2 separate regions of the Mus musculus genome follow, and region 1 is linked to region 2. Evidence: chromatin contacts called from public HiChIP or PLAC-seq data. All regions are on one chromosome and are shown on one strand. Each heading gives the region's core, a stretch centred on a gene start, on an enhancer-like site or on the middle of the called end of the contact. The rest is flanking DNA. Distances are from core to core; before and after follow the strand shown. Region 1 has its middle 5.5 kb from the start of Gm32673. Region 2 holds the start of Lag3 (lymphocyte-activation gene 3).

Evidence for each region. HiChIP or PLAC-seq counts read pairs in DNA pulled down with a chosen protein or histone mark.
Region 1: a contact with region 2 is called in an H3K27ac HiChIP or PLAC-seq map of embryonic stem cells, with 6 read pairs. The contact joins the enhancer-like site here to the promoter of Lag3 in region 2. A contact is called at or near these places in 1 of 484 Hi-C or Micro-C datasets (the N1E-115 cell line) and 4 of 115 datasets of contacts at active chromatin or transcription factors (bone marrow-derived macrophages, embryonic stem cells, extraembryonic endoderm stem cells and 1 more).

The regions. Positions count from the first base shown.
Region 1 is chr6:125,423,981-125,426,813 of GRCm38.p6, forward strand. No RefSeq gene overlaps it. Among named protein-coding and RNA genes, the nearest start is that of Gm32673, 5.5 kb to the right of the region's middle. Within about 2 kb of position 1,576, at least 359 of the 459 cell types and tissues checked have an H3K27ac peak or open chromatin away from gene starts, as enhancers often do. A contact at or near this core is called in the N1E-115 cell line, bone marrow-derived macrophages, embryonic stem cells and 2 more, where this site is marked.
Region 2 is chr6:124,910,258-124,912,957 of GRCm38.p6, forward strand. It overlaps Lag3 (lymphocyte-activation gene 3), which reads right to left and starts at 1,448. Exons shown (of 8, transcript NM_008479.2): 1 at 1,037-1,448; 2 at 507-654; 3 at 1-139. The coding sequence starts at 1,094.

The sequences.
Region 1 (2,833 bases), core at 326-2,825, 510 kb after region 2:
GTTTGGGTGTATTCTTTTTATTGCTTTAATTTTTTCTCCCTTGGCTTCAAACTCCAATGTGTAGCTGAATCTGGCTTTCAACTCCTGCTCCTCCTGCCTCTTCCTTCCAAGTGTCAGGATAACAAAGACAGATGTGAACCACTACATCTGGCTCTGTTCTTTTGTTTCTGGTGTGTGTGTGTGTGTGTGTGTGTGTGTGTGTGCTGCTGTGACGGAACCCCCAGTGTACCCCCACTGAGCTAGGAGATCAACCTCAAGGCTCCTCTTCTGGGGGACAATCTCCCTCTGTGGCCTTCAGGAGAAGGCAGGCATCTGGGATTTGCCTGCCAAGGGGGAAGTGCTCCCCACTGCCTCTGAGGTCTGAGCTCTGTGACTCACAGCCATTGAAATTTGATGGTGTTGATCCAGAGCTGGCTTTTTCCAGCTTGTTCTGAAGGCAGCCTCCTGCAGGTTTCACTCACATGACCGGCTCCCCTTTTCCTTGTAAACTAAGCCATTCTGCTTTTTCCATGGCACTAAAAATCTTCCCAGGTCGGCTTCTCAAGGATCCAGACATCCTCCATTTGATTTTTCTTATTTTCATTCTTTAAGATTTTGACATTCTTGGAGTAATGCAGGCAAGGCACCCACCAACCCTGGTGTGTTTATAAAAACATAAAAAGAGGGGTATGCCGGGCGTGGTGGCGCACGCCTTTAATCCTAGCACTCGGGAGGCAGAGGCAGGCGGATTTCTGAGTTCGAGGCCAGCCTGGTCTACAGAGTGAGTTCCAGGGCAGCCAGGGCTATACAGAGAAACCCTGTCTCGAAAAACAAAACAAAACAAAAAAGAGGGGGTATATATTCTATGGGGGCGTGGTGAGGTATGGGGGGGGGAAGGAGGTTCCTCCGCGGGCCCATGCTGAGGCATCCCCTTCCCCGAGGGACCAGCCACACAAAGGTATAGTATAGAATAGAGTTTATTCAGGGTATGGGGAGGGGAGTTAAGAGGGTAGTAGAGGCAGAGAAAGGCAGAGAGAGGGAGAATAGAAGAGTAGAGGCTGGCCATGAGCACATGGAGAGATGGGGAAGGGAAGAACAAGGTAGCAAGAGAGGAACAAGGAGGGAGAAAGGGGCAAGCAGTGGGTCAGGCCTACCTGGCTATTGACAGGTAACTGTGGGGCGGAGCTTAGACAGAACGCTAACAGACCCCTTCCTGAAGTCCTCTCTCGCCCCAGAGATGCGGCATGGGGCGGTCGCATCAGGTTTGAAGCTCTTTTCTCCTGCAGGCAAGCTCAGTAATCCAGGCTCTTTGCTGTGTAGTTTATGCTGCTTTAGCATCTGCAATCCTGCCTCAGGCTACTCTGTGGTGGTGCGATCATAGGTTTCCCCGCTATGCCTACGACGGTTGTTTAGGACATCTGGGCTCCTTGCGTGTACAGGAGCTCAAACCGGTCATTGAATCTCAAGACAGTCACCCTCCTGGGCACTGAAAAGACAGTGTGTGGGAAACCAGAAACCACTCACCAGCCTCTCGCTTCCTAGGGGCCAGTGGGGTGGGTGGAGGGGGTGGGGCTAGGGAAGTGGGAGGTGCTTAGGTTTGTTATGGATGTCACTGCTACCCAAAGGGTGGGTTAGTGACTCATAGCTGCTGGAGCCTACAGGTGGGGTTGAGTGAGTCACTTTTATTCCTCAAGGGAGGGCCGAGGTGGGATGGAATGGAGGGGACCACGGAGTTGGAAAGAAATGAGGGATTTATATCTGAGAATTGGAGCTGTAAGACCTTGAGAAACGAACCTTCATTTCCTGTTAGCTGACCTGTCCGTGGGAAATGATCCCTACACTCCACATTATTGTGGAATTAAATGAAAGTGTTGCTTACACAACTGAGTGTGTACTGGGCATGGTGACTCACTCCTTTACCCAGCACTGTGATCTCTGTGAGTTCAAGGCCAGCCTGGTCTACAAAGCAAGTTCCATTTCAGCAGGGCTGTCACACAGAGAAACCCTGTCTCAAAAATAACAACAACAATAACATAAAAAAATCCACCATAAACCAAGAAACAAACTACAAATAGCGGTAGTGCCATCGCTTAAATCTTCATTTAGTTCCTGAAAACAGGCAGGGTAATAATATCTACTTCCTTTAGAGATTAAGGGCATTAAATAACGTATGCAAACTCTCTGCACAATGGTATTGGGTAAACGTTGTCCATTTTCATCAGCTGGGGGGGGGGGGTGTCACTGGTTTGTCAATGAATTCTCTGCTGTCTTAAGACCAAAAGGAGAAATGAGTCTGAGGGGTGACAATTAGGCTGCATTAGGTTGGGACCAGGCCAGCAATCCACTTGCGCCCGAATTGTGAGCCTACTAGGTGCTCACATGCTCATATTTGGTGTCACGCCTCCACAGAGGGCTCGAAAGAGATGAAAACCAACTGATAAGGAAGTGTTTGTGCTTGCCTCCTTCCTTTGAACCTCAAATTTATCTAAATAGAGATCTAACTTGGAACCAGGGTCCCAGGTTGCGCTTTCTGATGTGGCCTCCAGGGGGCGCATCCCCTTTGGGGCGCTCTGTGTGGCCGTGGAAGCTGCGGTGACTGTCGGAGGCAGGAGGATGAGTCAGCCTCCGAGGCTTCCGGCGTCCATTGGGTCCTGCTGCCCGCTCGGCCGCGCCCTGCCCGCGGGCTCCCGCCCGAGTCACCCTCTGGTATGGACCTGCAGCTCTGCAGGAGCTCAGGCCTTCCTTGCTGCCTGGGGGCAATATGGCCAGCCCTCTGGAGTGGTGGGCTTCCCGCGGGCGTGTGACCCCTCTCTCCACAGGGCCAGGGATTGCTTCCCTGCCCAAGTTCCAGGGC
Region 2 (2,700 bases), core at 198-2,697:
GTGGGGATGCAGGGGCTGCCTCCCGCTGCGCAGGCCTCCTGGAGCCACGCTCAGCACCGTGTAGCGACCGGGTGCGGGTTGTCTAGGCGAGGGCATCCCCTGGTGAAGGTCAAGGGCCGGGATGGGAGTGGGTTGGCCACTGGTTGGGGAGAGAGAATAGGATTGAGAAATTTGATAAGGCCACGAAGAAGATGCACTCAAGCATGCTTTGAGGATAAAGTTAACCTGCCTAAGAGACCTCTTGACCGTCAGCAGCCTCCCCTCTCCCCCATAACTACCCCTGTCCCCACTTCCGTTGGTCTTCAGCACTATCTGCTACTGGAGAGGTGGGGCACTACAGGATGCCGGTGTGTGGGGAGCAATCCACAGGAAGGCTGTGTGGTTTTAGAGGACACTGAGCTACTGGCTTTAGAGGGGCTCACAAAGAGGACAAAACTGGCTTGGACAGGGTTTTATCCATTAGGACAGGATTGGGAGGTTCTGTTGTTCAACTTTGGAGTTCATACCTGTCTGGTTGATGTTGCCAGATAACCCCTCCTCTTCGTAGAAAGTTAGGATCCAGGTTGGGGGATTTGAGGCTGCAGGGAAGATGGACGGGAGCTCCCTCCTGGGCCCACACCACGGGGAGCTCTTTCCCAGGCCCTGAAGACACAACTAGTGGAACAAAAGAGAGGCCAAGGGCATTGAGCCAAGAGATTGGAGAATAGAGAAATGCCCTGGCTTTCCTAAGAAAGAAACATCATGCCTCCCTGTTGAAGGGAGGCTGAGGCAGCTTTGGGATCTGCCCTTATACAAAGTGATGGTGCACGCCTCTAATCCCAGCACTGGGGAGGCAGAGGCAAGTGGATCACTATAAATTCAAGGCCAGCCTGGTCATCAGAGCCAGTCCCAGGACAGCCAGGGCAACACAAAGAAACCCTGTCTCAAAACACACACACACACACACACACACACCCCTCCCCTCAACAAAAGCATTGGAATATCACCACAGCTAAAGAGACAGCCATAGAGGTCCCTGCTGGACTCTCCACCTTACCTGGAGCTTCCCAAAGCAGTCCCAGAAGCAAAAAGCCAAGGAGCAGGTCCTCCCTCATCTCCTCTATGGCCCGGGCCTCCCCAGCCCTCCAAGGGAGGTTAGAAAAAGGTCCTGGGAGGAGAGAGAGACAGACAGACAGACAGACACACACACACACACAGAGAGAGAGAGAGAGAGAGAGAGAGAGAGAGAGAGAGAGAGAGAGAAGTTCTACAAGGAGGAGGTGAGGCGGAGGGAAAGAATGTAGGGTGAAGAGGACGCCCCAGGAGTGGGGACTGGAGACAGCAGGATGGATAATGATCAGAGGCCCGGGCTGGGACCCAGAGCAGAGTGCAGGCAAACCCACTGCAGCTAGCTAGAACTTGAGCTGCTCCTCCAGACCCAGTCCTTCTGCTTCTCCTCCCCACTGCCCGCCCCCCCAGACCAAGGCGCGGGGTTTCGCTTCGCAGTGGAAAGTGTGAGGGGGCTGATTCCCAGCAGCCGAGCCCTCCTCTCGGTGGTGGCACTCCCCTTGTTTACTTCCTCAGACTCGGGTCTCCCTACCGCCCCCTCTTCACCTCTTCCCCCTCTGTCTCCTCTCTCTCTCTCTCTCTCTCTCTCTCTCTCTCTCTCTCTCTCTCTCTCTGCCAAGCATTTCTGCCTAGAACTACAGCTGTATCTTTAAGCTTCCTCTACTGTCCCCACAGTTTCTTCTTGACTTGCTCTTTCCCATTAACACTGAAAAAAAAAAAAAAAAAAGCCACTGTCCTACAGTCTGCCTGCCTAGCCTTTCAGCATCTCTTGGACAGGTACTCAAGAAGTGTCACCATACCACAAGTTACCAGATCTGGGTAAGGGCTCAGTGGAAAAGTATAGTAGCCACACGGTGTTAACCTTCATTCTATGCTACATATAACTGTATTATACATTTTCCGTAAAGCAACTTGTGAAACTTGATGCGCGCCCCTTTTTGTACAGATTTCGGGACTTGAGGCTCACAGGCATTAAATAACTTGCCAACATTAGGAAGCATGAAGGCAAAAGCTGTCTAGTCCTTAACCCTACTTGCATTATGGGATGGCCTTTCATCTTCTAGGAAGATGACACTGAGAAACTTGGTTTTATGTGTGTGTGTGGGGGGGGGGGGGAGTTCGAGACAGGGTTTCTCTGTGTATTCCGGCTGTCTTGAAACTCACTTTGTAGACCAGGCTGGCCTTGAACTCAGAAATGCGCCTGCCTCTGCCTCCTGAGTGCTGGGATTAAAGGCATGCACCACCTACCACATTCGGCTGGGAAACTTGTTTTAGATGTCTACTTTTATTTATGTGTCTGTATACATAAATTCCCCACCCTGTGTGAATGCTCAGAGGCCTGAAGAGGGTGTCAGATTCCTTGGAACTGGAGTTACAGGTGTTTTGGGAGCCGCCCCATCTGGATGCTCGACATCAAACCTAGGTCTTCTTGAAAGGCAACAAGCACTCATAACTGCAGAACGGCCTTTCCAGCCCTGACAATAGGATGTTTTCCTGTCTTCAAAACCTCCCTCCTCCCCAAGATTCTGTACTTTAAGAAAAAAATGAAGGCAAGGGTCTATGGAGATGGAATAATGCAGGAATCTTATAGCAAGGAAAACTCAAGAGAGACCAAGGTGTCAGCAACAGTGGCATGTGTAAGTCAAGATTTTG